Linked DNA regions of Bombyx mori: region 2 is linked to region 1. A link is a contact called in public Hi-C data. All regions are on one chromosome and are shown on one strand. Each heading gives the region's core, a stretch centred on a gene start, on an enhancer-like site or on the middle of the called end of the contact. The rest is flanking DNA. Distances are from core to core; before and after follow the strand shown.

Evidence for each region. A called contact is a pair of places that touch in the nucleus more often than the background predicts.
Region 2: a contact with region 1 is called in a Hi-C map of whole pupa, with 2.6 times the contacts expected there. The contact joins two enhancer-like sites.

Annotation. Positions count from the first base shown.
Region 1 is chr2:5,613,105-5,619,534 of ASM3026992v2, reverse strand. It overlaps LOC101735441, which reads left to right. Exons shown (of 18, transcript XM_021352672.3): 10 at 896-981; 11 at 1,750-1,924; 12 at 2,669-3,075; 13 at 3,967-4,169. Among protein-coding and RNA genes, the nearest start is that of LOC101747230, 30 kb to the right of the region's middle. Within about 2 kb of position 2,949, at least 6 of the 8 cell types and tissues checked have open chromatin away from gene starts, as enhancers often do.
Region 2 is chr2:5,748,202-5,754,631 of ASM3026992v2, reverse strand. It overlaps LOC101737750, which reads left to right. Exons shown (of 9, transcript XM_038015055.2): 4 at 2,780-4,215; 5 at 5,852-5,945. All of the region lies in intron 3 of LOC134200481 (a long non-coding RNA gene), which reads right to left. Among protein-coding and RNA genes, the nearest start is that of LOC134200515, 9.2 kb to the left of the region's middle. Within about 2 kb of position 2,856, at least 4 of the 8 cell types and tissues checked have open chromatin away from gene starts, as enhancers often do.

The DNA of each region.
Region 1 (6,430 bases), core at 1,700-4,199:
GGATATTCTCAATGGGTCGCATTTCCGATCCGGTGGTAGATTTTTTTATTTTTATTGCTAGATGGGTGGACGAGCTCACGGCCCACCTGGTGTTAAGTGGTTACTGGAGTCCACAGACATCTACGACGTAAATGCGCCACCGACCTTGAGATATAAGTTCTAAGGTCTCAAGTATAGTTGCAACGGCTGTCCCACCCTTCAAACCGAAACGCATTACTGCTTCAAGGCAGAAATAGGCGAGGCGGTGGTACCTACCCGTAATTACGCAAATTATAATTTTGCGGGTTTCATTTTTATTACACAATGTTATTCCTTCACCGTGGAAGTCAATCGTGAACATTTGTTGAGTACGTATTTCATCAGAAAAATTGGTGCCCGCCTGCGAGATTCGAACACCGGTGCATCGCTACACACGAATATACCGGACGTCTTATTCGTTAGGCCACGACGACTTCTCCTCTCATTGTCCTTCTCTGGATGATGTTTCGCCATCTTCCTCTGTTCTCGACGGTGTGTGTGGCATCGTAGACTGTGGTATCTAGAGTGGTGCGGATTACATGTGCAGGAAATTGGCACATTAATGAAAAACTAAAGTAATATACAATTTAACGGCCGTCTGGTGTAGTGGTAAGTGACATGGTCACTACACAAGGGGGTCGCGGGTTCGAATCCCGCCAAGGGAAGGTATTTGTATGATAAATATAAATGTCTTTTCCAGGGTTATGGATGTATATTAAATATATGTATGTGTATAATAAAAATCTTACATTTATATCCGTTATCTGGTACCTGTAACACAAGTCCTTTACGAACTTATCACGGGATCAGTTAACGTGGCGTGATTGTTAGTAAATATTTATTTATTTAATTATAAGAGATCGATGCGTTGTTTCAGCCTACGTCTACGTTGTGCGGTGACCCTGTGGACCCGGAGAACCCCAGAGACGGCCTGTTCGAGCATGAAGTGGACGAGCGCTATAGGTGCGGACACAAGGGCAATAAAAAAATAAAAACCATCGCTCCGAACGTATACTGTTCGCAGTACACATGATGGTGTAGTGGTTGGAGTCTATGACCGCTGGGGCCAGGGTGGGTGGACACGCTCACGGCCCACTCTGGTGACCATCTAGCACATGGGCCACACAACTCTTGTATTGTATTTCCGCTATTTGACAATAGATGGCGTTGTACTTCTCGAGCGTTCTAGGTGCTACTAGATCCTTCGATATTCGTTCGACTATTCGGCGATAAATGGCGTTACTCTTACCGGCGTAACAAAATTAGCACTGAGTCACACGGTCGGTTGGGGGAGATCTTTGCCCAACAGTGGACGTTTGTGGGCCAACCCTTAAATTCCGAAAGACAGTCGCCCTTAGACGTCAACAACCTAAATGTTATCACCAATTTTGAAACGTGAGGTGTAAGGCACAGTTTTAGAATAAAAAGACTGTCGCACTCGTCAAACCGAAATCAAAAAAATATGTGCAATTCTGATTTGTTGGCAAGTTCAGCGTAATACTGCTTTTGCTAGACCCAATATTAGTAAAGTCTCCTAGGCTGAGTCCTGTGAGTTCTCTTACACCTTCGGTGAAGACAGAATGGGCCTTGGCGGCAATCGGCAGTAGGTAGGCAAAAAAATAATTCTCGCTCAAACTAGAGATTTATACGTATTTCTCTTTCAAGCCACGATGCTGTTAGAGTGGGTGAGTGAGTGAGTGAGTAAGTGAGTAAGGTGTTGTCGCGCGGCAGGTACACGCTGACGTCGCTGCAGACGGGCGCGTGCATCGGTTTCGCGCGGCGGCGGCAGGCGCGCGGCGGCCGCACAGCGCTGGACCGGCTGCACACGCCGCTGCACCGCCTGCTCACCGCGCTGCCCTACCGCTTCCTGCACGCCGCCAGCCACCGCGCGCGCGCCACCGAGGAGGTACACGCACGCATACACGAGCGCACAACACGCAAATACACAACACGTACACACACACACACAACACGTACACACACACACAACACGTACACACACACACACACACAACACGTACACACACAACACGTACACACACACACACACAACACGCACACACACACACACACAACACGCACACACAACACGCACACACACACACAACACGCACACACACACACAACACGCACACACACACACACACACACACACACACAACACGCACACACACACACACCCGCACACACACACAACACGCACACACACACACACACACACAAACACACACACGCACACAACACACACACACAAACACGCACACGCACACACAAACACACACACAATCACACACAACACGCACACACACACACACACACACACACACACACACACGCACACAAACACACGCACACAAACACACAATAAGCGCACACACACACAACACGCGCACACACAAACACACACACAACACGCACACACACACACACACGCACACACACACGCACACGCACACAATAAGCGCACACACACAACACGCGCACACACAACAAGCACACACACACAACAAGCACACACACAACACAACACAACACAACACGCACATACAAAACACGCATACACACACACGCACACACATACACGCACACACACACATTATGCTTAACTGTACGTTTAAAACATTAATTAAAAGCCTAACTTGTTAATCAGATGGAGCTCGAAACCAAAGCTCATCGAACGCCCAAGGTTCTGACGAGGGACTACGAGACGAGCGGGAAGTACCCCTGGCGGAGAGCGTTCAGGAAACACCTGGCCAAGAACGCGGACCTGTGGATCTGTCCGGTGAAGCCCGGCCACGATGACGTCACGCCTCCAGCGGACCTCAAGCTCGTGAAGGCAGACCTCGAGGGGCTCGACGAAGTGAAGCCGGCGGATGTGCAAAGTGATATTAGTGATAGCGCCAGGACTATAGACGGAGTCGTGCGGGAGAACCTGAGGAACGAGATGAGGAAGCGGGCGCACAGCACCAGCAGCGACAGCAGCTACGACTCCGACCAGAGCCTGTACCCCGTCGAGAGGGAGTTCGAGAGCTTCATCAACGAGGTCAACGCTGACTGGTGAGCGCACGGTGGTCTCTCTGTGACACTAACTCATTATTGATACAAAAGTCGTCGTGGCCTAAAGGATAAGACGTCCGGTGCATTCGTATATAGCGATGCAACGGTGTTCGAATCCCGCTGGCAGGTACCAATTTTTCTAATCAAATACGTAGCTCCTATATACGACCTCTTGTGAGTCCGCTTGGGTAGGTACCACCGCCCTGCCTATTTCTGCCGTGGAGCAGTAATGCGTTTCGGTTTGAAGGGCGGGGCAGCCGTTGTAACTATACTAAGACCTTAGAACTTATTTCTTAAGGTGGGTGGCGCATTTACGTTGTAGATGTCTGTGGGCTCCAGTAACTATTTAACATCAGGTGGGCTGTGAGCATACAGCCCACACATGCTTTTCAGGATATTATCAAAATAACCCTTTTACTCATATCTGTTCATAAAATATTTATAACCACTTCTACCATGCACCTCATGCATTTTTACAATAAACTATTTTTTCTTACACTATTTTTAATTCAAATTCATAAAAAAAATTATTTATTTATTTATTTAATATATTTGTACACACAGTTGTTAGAAAAAACACGACAATAAGGATACAGAGTACAAGGGCACTACTTATTTCATGTTGAAATCTCTTCCAGTAGGCCCGCAAAAGGAAAGAAGAATTAGGAACACTAACTTAGTGCATACAGTAAACATTACATATAATAATATATACATATACAATATTTATTTCCTATTTTTTTGTTGGATTATCTATAAAAGCGTATTTTGTTACATTTTTTAAACTATTATTTATTTTATTCCTCTAATACAGTATGAAAATATATTCTCGTGCCAATTAAATAAAAACAATAAAAATTGACGTACATCCTCGTTATTCTGTTTCCGTAGGTTACATTTCCGACCGAAAACTCCGCCGCCCTCGTCACCAGTGAGTGAGCGGCACGAGGAGCAGTTCCCGCTGTCGCTGGACACCGCCATCTCCGTGGAGCTCCGCGCCGCCGGGCCGCCGCCCCCCGACGCGCCCGACGCCTTCGTCACCGCAGACTTCACGCTCAGGGGACTCGCGCACGCGAGCCGGCACGATCTTACGGGTACGTACGTCCTTGGCTTGTATGTTAATGGAAACTAATTACAGCGGACTTTTTGACGTGGAACGCGAGGAGTGAAGTCGTGTGATTTGTTTTATTATTATTATTATTATTTATTTTTTTGCTTCGATGGGTGGTGTTATGTGGTTACCGGAGCCCATAGACATCTACAACGTAAATGCGCCACACACCTTGAGATATAAGTTCTAAGGTCTCAAGTATAGTTACAACGGCTGCCCCGCTCTTCAAACCGAAACGCATTACTGCTTCATGCCACAAATAGGCAGGGCAGTGGTGCCTACCCGCGCGGACTCACGAGAGGTCCTACCACCAGTAATTATCTTGTCTATTTAGTGTTTCTTCAGGTTTAAATGTGTAATAACGGTGGTTTATTAAATGTTTAGTATCTGTGAAAGTGCACAAATGCGGGAAAATGAAACAAATCCTCTGAACGTAACTTCTCGGGATCCTCCAAAAAGTTCACTGAAAAAGTCTCAGTGAATGACCACCATTTTATTGAGATTATATTTCATCCCATATCATCACATTTCATTTCATTTCGTTTTCATTTCATTTCATGCCATGTTTCATATAAAAAAGTTTTCACTAAAATTAAAATAACACTTGACCTAAAGGTCTTAGTTACCAGGTCATAAAATCCCTTAAAAAAAACTAATTGCAGTGTAAAACGAACTCACCGTCACGGGACGGGCGGCACTAGCGTAGCTATAGTCGACGCATTATGAACTGAGGCTTCGGGTCATAATCATAAATCATATTTGTCTGTCTGTCTCGCTCGCACTTACAGTTCTCATGGAGAGATGTAGGGATGTGCGTAAGAATTGTATTGGTGCATGTCGATAACGGGACCGATACGAAATCGATATGTTAAATTATGTCAAGTATTAATAGGAACTAGGGGTCCCCTGGTGGTCGAAATTCGACTATAATTAATTGAAATTATAAGTTGTACACTTATAATGATTCTAATGTCAAAAACTATTATTACAAAATTCTCACTCAAACCATACCGCCATATATCAGTTTTGTTGTATGTTCCACCACAATCTCCTCATCGGTTCGCAGTAGGCACGTTTCATGTTGCCAGGTTTAGTCGCCGGTCTACTCCCTGCCCCACGAAAACTTGGCTACCACCGTAACCAGGAATAATGAAGTTCCCGGGGACTCGAAGGGTTTTTTGTTTGTGTCTGTCATTTTGGGGGGTCGTCATACGGGCTGGTGGTCGCAGTTTGCTGTTATAATATTTTGCGGTAGGCAGCGGCTTGGCTCTGCCCCTGGCATTGCTGAAGTCCATGGGCGACGGTAACCACTCACCATCAAGTGGGCTGTATGCTCGTCTGCCTACAAAGCCAATAAAAAAAAACTGAGACCGCTACTGCCCATTATCTGGGTAACCCCTTAGTCGCTTACCTTAAAATTCTCACTATAAGAGATGGGATGTTATTGTTACGCACTGGGGTTCAGGATAAATAAAATTCCACCAAAGTACAACTAAGAACTGTATTCAACACTTAGAACACTTAAACGCTTCACAAACACTTCAAAATTCTCAATTCGCGTCTTCCGCTTCGGTTCCGGTGATCCGTTCGCTGTTTCGCTTCGAGTAGTTTCGATTGCTGGCTGACTGCGTGCCATCTCGGCAACGCTTTTATAGCCGATATCTCATCTCTAGAATTATCGAGAATATTCCACACATCTCTAGTAGTAGTTCCCGCTATCTGATAATATATGGCGTTGTACTTCTCGAGCGTTCTAGGTGCTACTAGATCCTTCGATATTCGTTCGATTATTCGGCGATAGATGGCGTTACTCTTACCGACGTAACAATATTACCACTGAGTCACACGGTCGGTTGGGGGAGACCTTTGCCCAACAGTGGATGTTTGTGGGCCAACCCTCAAATTCCGAAAGACAGTCGCTTCTTATTAATTAAATTATATCTCATTTGGCTAGATTGGGTATAGTCAATAGCAATATGTGTGATTGCGGCGCTGATGTTGGCAATTTAAATCATATTTTTTTCGCGTGCTCCTTAAATGACTGTTCCTCATTTATTGATTTCTTAACATCCCTTAGTATTCCACTCCCGACTTCTATCAATACTTTGTTATGTACTATGAACTATGATATTTATTTATGTATTTCAAATTTTATCCTGAAAAATAATATCAAATTGTAATTATGTATATACATACATACCTGATCCATTCTTTTTAATTATCCGTTTTTCCTTTTTCTCCTGT
Region 2 (6,430 bases), core at 1,607-4,106, 140 kb before region 1:
GTTCCAGATAATATGGATGAACTCTGCTCCGATGGCGGGAGGTGCGATGATAAAAAGGAGATGAGGGAATCATCTCGAATAATTCCTCAGAGCATTCCCCATGGACCATGCGGTATAAAACACAGAGAGAACCGAAGTCCCTCCGTAGACCCAGAGGTTCCAAGCGATCCGCGAGCGCAGGACTATCGACCTATCGACTATGGTGTATATCATATTCCACGATAGCTTTGCCATAACGAAATGCACTCCTTCTACTGAAAGTGCTATGACAAAAGCATTTATTATGTACAAACTAGAGTAATTGTACAAACCTGTGAGCTTTATAAAAGTAAGTTAATTTTTAGGAATATAAACTAAAAAAAGGTGCTTTAATTATAATATTGATTCACATATTACTTAGTTAGCTATTCTGCCATCTATTTCTGCCCTGAGGTATATTCTAATGATAAATTTTGTTTCCACATTTTCATTTATAAACATGAACATATTTTATCAATATAGATTATGAAACTCGTGCAATATATTCTTATCATAACGTAACAGATAAGATATTTTACCGAAATGAAAGGTAAAACTAGTTATATTTCTATAAATATTTGTTAATTATTGAAATTCACTGATTTGTGTTGTGTAATGATGTGTGATTATTACCTAGTTTTTATTTGTTGTGAGTTTGGTATGGATTTTTTCTATTTTAATGCAGGTTTCTGAATTTATTTTGTTGATATGTTTGTGTATATTGACAACTGCTCATGTTGGATAAACATTAGAATTTTTAAGGCTATTTAAAATTTGGATTAGTCTTTGATGAGATTTTTATCTGACATTGTCGCGAATGATTATATGAATTTTTAGTGATATTTTCATTGCCATCGAATATTTGAAGCTTCATTTGATCGTAGATGGTTACAGCCAAACAAGGATACCAACAATAATATAGTAGTGAACAGTAATATAATAAAATAGTAATATATATAACAGATTATAGCTAGACCATTGTATATCTTAAAAGTTTTTTTAATACATCTTAAACATTAAAACCTGCTGTCGAACCTTTGCAATATTATAGTACCTGTATGTTATTCTGTGTGTGAGTTGAATGTATAAAATCACAATAGTTGACTAATTAATTAATTATTAAAAAAAAATTGGAAGTTGTCGTGATCTAAAGAATAAGGTACCCGGTGCTTTTGTATGTGGTGAAGGAATAAAACCGTGTAATAAAAATCAAACCCGCAAAATTATAATTTGCGTAATTACTGGCGGTAGGACCTCTTGGGAGTCCGCACGGGTAGATACCACCACCCTGCCTATTTCTGCCGTGAAGCAGTAATGCATTTCTGTTTGAAGGGCGGGGTAACCGTTGTACTGTAAAAACGGAGACTTAGAACTCATGTCTCGAGGTGGGCGGCGGTATTTACGTTGTAGATGTCTATGGGTCTGGTAACCACTTAACATCAGGTGGGCCGTGAGCTCGTCCATTCATCGAAGCAATAAAAAAATTCATAAAGGGATTTCGAAAGTAACTATACGTATTAAAAAAAATCATGTCATACATACCAGATATGTAATTGTATATTTGACTTGTGTATGAAATATTTGAATTTTAGTAACCTAGAACCTTATGTGAGTCGTCTATTATCAAAGGCGGCAATCTGACTTTTGGACAATGATTGGTAAATCAGAAAAACGAATTATTGACTTTGTATTCCATTGGCAGTCACAAAACTCTTCGGAACGACATCTTAGATAAATAACAGGTTAACTATTAACCTTTATTTAATGCAGGTTTTGAACCGTATTCTTTGAAGGAGACGATTATATTCAAATCAATCTGTATTGACATATCATTTTTTTTTTTGTCCAAATGCACAGATTGCCACCTTTGATAATAGACGACTCATGTGAAAGTTTTGGGTTCTGTGAAAAGGGTGCTGAGATGGGTGAGCGAACTCACGCCTACCTGATATTAAGCTGTCACCAGAGCTAATAGACATTATCCTCATCGGCGTATCCCATCTTGTGTCTCACTGAGTCTTACTTTTTAAAGCACAATGGCTGTTGCCCCCACCCTTCAAACCGAAACACATTACTGCTTTAGAATTAGGTAGGGTTGTATTTTTTTTTTGTGGTGTGGTGGTACCTGTGTTGGCCCGCAAGGCGCCCTACCACCACATGCTAGTGTTTAAAACCCGCCCTCCTGTTTTCCTCGCTAAACTTTTTTGTTTCATGCTGTATGTTATTGGTAGATTACTGGAAACATTTTATACCGATTTCTGGTAGCTTATGATCTATATATTAATACGTGAAGCAAAAACTTTGTATCCCTTTTTACGAAAATTGCGCGTACGGAAGAGTATGTAATTTTCCACACTTATAGAGAATATAGAGAAGTGCACAATGCTAATTTTTTTTTAAATAATTCATAAAAGATACATTAAATCAATAAAGAAAACATTACACACACTACATACCATGTATTTGACGCACACACGCATGCATATTATTTATTGTCAAACTTTTGTTCTTGACGTCTGTGGTCAAATTGAGAATAGATTAAATATTGTTTGTCTTTATTAATATTTTTTTATAGTGTAGTCTTGGCGAAATTTGTGATTATAGAAGTATAAAATACAATCATAATAGTGTACAAACTTATTATACAATTCCAATTAATTATAGTCGAATTTCGACTACTGCGGGACCTCTAGTAATTTTAAATACATCTTCATGATTGTTTTCATTGAAAATGTAACATAATAAATTTTTCTCTTTTCAGATACAACATCGGGTAGTCTGAATCTCCTAACTCCATCGTCTACCACAAGTCGAGTGAGAGACTTCACATCCCGCATACAAGAGCGGGCCGGCTCGAATCTACAACAAAACTACTTGACCCCAACCCCGGTGGTCACCCCAATCAGGACCCCAGAGGAGACCACACCGACTCCTAGGAAATCTGAGCATCTCCTGAAACCACCCCCAAAAGTTCACGTCGACTCGTCAAGTCATCGATCCCGTGGACAACACAAACGTAGAGACGACCTGCCCCAAAAGAAACCAAGCTACTTGAACCTAGCCTGTTCCGTAAATGGCTATACCAACTTAACGACCTACGACTCGAAACTAAGGCAAGACATAAACAAGAGCCGGGAAGCGTCACCAATCCGACCGATAACATACACATATCAGTATAGAAGCGAAAATAATTCACTCTTGGTACCCGTGCCGGTCAGCGCGAACAAACTGCTCGTCCCCACCTTCGGGCCTCATGATACAACCGATTTGACGGCGAAAGCGCCTTCCAAGGCGCACACTGATCCGTCGCTGGCAACATCGACCCTCCATGTGTATATGGCCGCTGAAAACAAACAGTTGAAAGACGATTTTCTGGGCCCCGACATGACGACCACAAGCCGCCCTTACATATCGACAGAGAGCAAGAACTTTGCTACCTCGATGCTCCATCAGAAAGACGAATTGGACAATGCAAAGGAGATCACCTTCAAATCGAGCTATTCCGAGACGAATTTCCGGAAGACTGTGACCAGTAACGGCAAGGACTCTAGGTTTACATCGGAATCTTACACGATATCGTCGAACGGGATGTCGAAGAGGGTCGAAATAACGAAAGAGAATGGAGAAAAGTTGACGAGTCCCATGAAAAGCTTCATTCAACAACGGGTCGAGAGGTTGTACGGCCCCGGAGCTTTAGCCCAGGGGTTTTTTAACCAGAAAAGATTGAAAAGTCAAAGTGAAGACGATGATTCGAAGGTATTGACAGAGAAATCTCTAAATTGTCCGGAATACTCGGTAAGGAAACTAAACAAGAGCTTTGATGACGCCTACACTAGTCCAAATGGGAATTTAGATTCTAGCGTCTCTCTTCCTGTGCTCAGGCACCTGAGACCCGAATTTCGGGCCCAATTACCAATACATTCACCAAAAAAGAGTGTTAAAGCTGAACTATCGCCGCAGAAATTAGAAGAAGACATTCCACGACTGGACACGAAGACTGAACTCAGCGAAGTGGTGACGAACGGTGTATCTGTGATAAAAATTGATGATTCCTTGAATAACGATGCTGTCAACGGCAAGGAAATCAATGGGGAGGCAGTCAAAGATGCCTATTACTTTTTGGATCTCGAGAAGAAGGAGACTGAGAGGTTATTGGCATTGTCTGCCAGTGCTGAAAAGGAATTGGAGAATTTACAGGTAATTACAACTTTTACATTTTAAATTTATTGCCAAAAGGTTTATTATGGCAAATTACTTTTTCTGCTCCTCTTGCAGACAAGTTCTATCTATATTTAAGCCTATGTCAAGGGGCTATTAAAATCAATAGATGTCAAGAATGCTTCCACCCACATTGAAACGAGAGATTTAAGTCTCCACCGTTTTGTAGCACAGCAGCTGTTGCACCCGTCAAAATGGAACCCTTTTTTATTGGTTTTTATTTTATTGGTGGAAGAAGACAGAGGGAAGTGGAGGAGTAGAATAAGGAAAGCTGACCCCACCACCGTGTGGGAGAAATAAGAGAGGGAGAGAGAGTTATAAGGGTGGACGAGCTCACAGAGCACCTGGTGCTAAATGGTTAACAAAGACCATAGCAATCAACTGCTTAAATTCCGACAGCCAGCTTGATATGTCAGGTTCAAGCCTCAGTTTTAAAGAACAATGGCTGCCCCACCCTCCAAACCGAAACGCATTACTGCTTCACGGCACTACTAGGCAGGGAGGTGGTACCTACCCGTACGGACTCATAACACGCCCTATCCCGCCAGTAAATCTTTGCTTCACATCAAAGATAGGCTGGACCTTGTCAGATATTGGTGCAAGCTAACATTAACTGATGTGATGAAAAAAAAATTTTTTTTTTTTTTAAATTTTACAACTGTACTATGCTTTTAAAGGATTGAATTTTAAAGAAATTGCTATAATCATCACGTGCATATTACAAAAAAACAAATTACCTTTTTTTTTTTTTAATAATTGAAATTACTTTTGTCCGATTCAAAATTCATGCCACGAAGGAAATGCAGAAAACATAACAAAAAAACACTATTGTCAAATTCGTAAAACAAAATTACAAATACCATAGTTGTTCTTCTCAATCTTGCACGGATTTTAGGAATAATAAATTTAGTGTTCCCATGACGGTGAACCGAAGACTTAACCTTGAAAACTTATTTTAAATGGCGTAACTAATGAGCCTAGAAGATTCTATTGTCCTATAAACGATTTGTGGAAGCCTTGATGGAGGATTTGTGACGCCTCTCTGCACCGATATTAGTTTTGCGAGCAAATAAATGAAGTGTTTTCGTTTGCCTGTTTTTATTATTTACTAGCTGGCCCGGCAGACTTCGTAGTGCCTCAATCGATAAATAAAATACATAAACTTTTGTATAAAATAAACTTAAAACAAACAAAAGAAATCCGTACGACGGGGGATATATATTGTATATATGGGTGGACGAGCTAATGGCCAATGTCAATGTGGGTCGATAATAGCTCCCTTGACCTTGAAACCGGAATGCGTTACTGCTTCGCAGCAGAAATAGCCTGGGTGGTGTAAAATGTTGGATGTCGGAAAAATCATCTGCAGTCAAGTTCATGAAACAATTATAGCAATTTTTTTAATTTTTTTATTGCTTATACGGGTGGACGAGCTCTCAACCCACCTGGCGTTTAGTGGTTACTGGAGCCCATAGACATTAACAACGTAAATGCGCCACCCACCTTGAGATATAAGTTCTAAGATCTCAGTATAGTCACAATTCGATAGTTATAAGTCGACTGTCCTATTGTTATGTTGGAACGTAATTAATATTGACGAACGAATGTGCTTCAGGATAAAGACGTGAGTGAAGAAGTACTTGGCCTGCTACGGGCCGCCTCCGGAAAGGCCAGACTCCTGGCCACGCAGAAGATGCAACAGTTCGAAGGTACACTGGCGTTATATATTTTTTTAAATCTCACACACTGTTTCGGGTTCTTCACTAAATTGTACAATTGCCTATGCCTGCCTATTTCGGTCGTGAAGCAGACGAATTCGATTAACTTCCACGGTGAAGGAATAACATCGTGTAATAAAAATTAAACCCGCAAAATTATAATTTGCGTAATTACGGGTGGTAGGATCTCTTGTGAGTCCGCGCGGACCCTGCCTATTTCTGCCGTGAAGCAGTAATGAGTTTCGGTTTGAAGGGTTGTAACTATACTGAAACCTTAGAACTTATATCTCAAGGTGGGTGGCGCATTTACGTTGTGGATGTCTATAAGCTCCAGTAACCACTTAACAGCAGGTGGGCTGTGAGCTCGTCCACTCATCTAAGCAATAAAAAAAAACCTTTGAATTGTAGAGTGTGTCAGCCGTTGTTCTGTAGAACTGGGAGTTGGAACTCGTGTCTCGAGGTGGGGGCGGCATGTA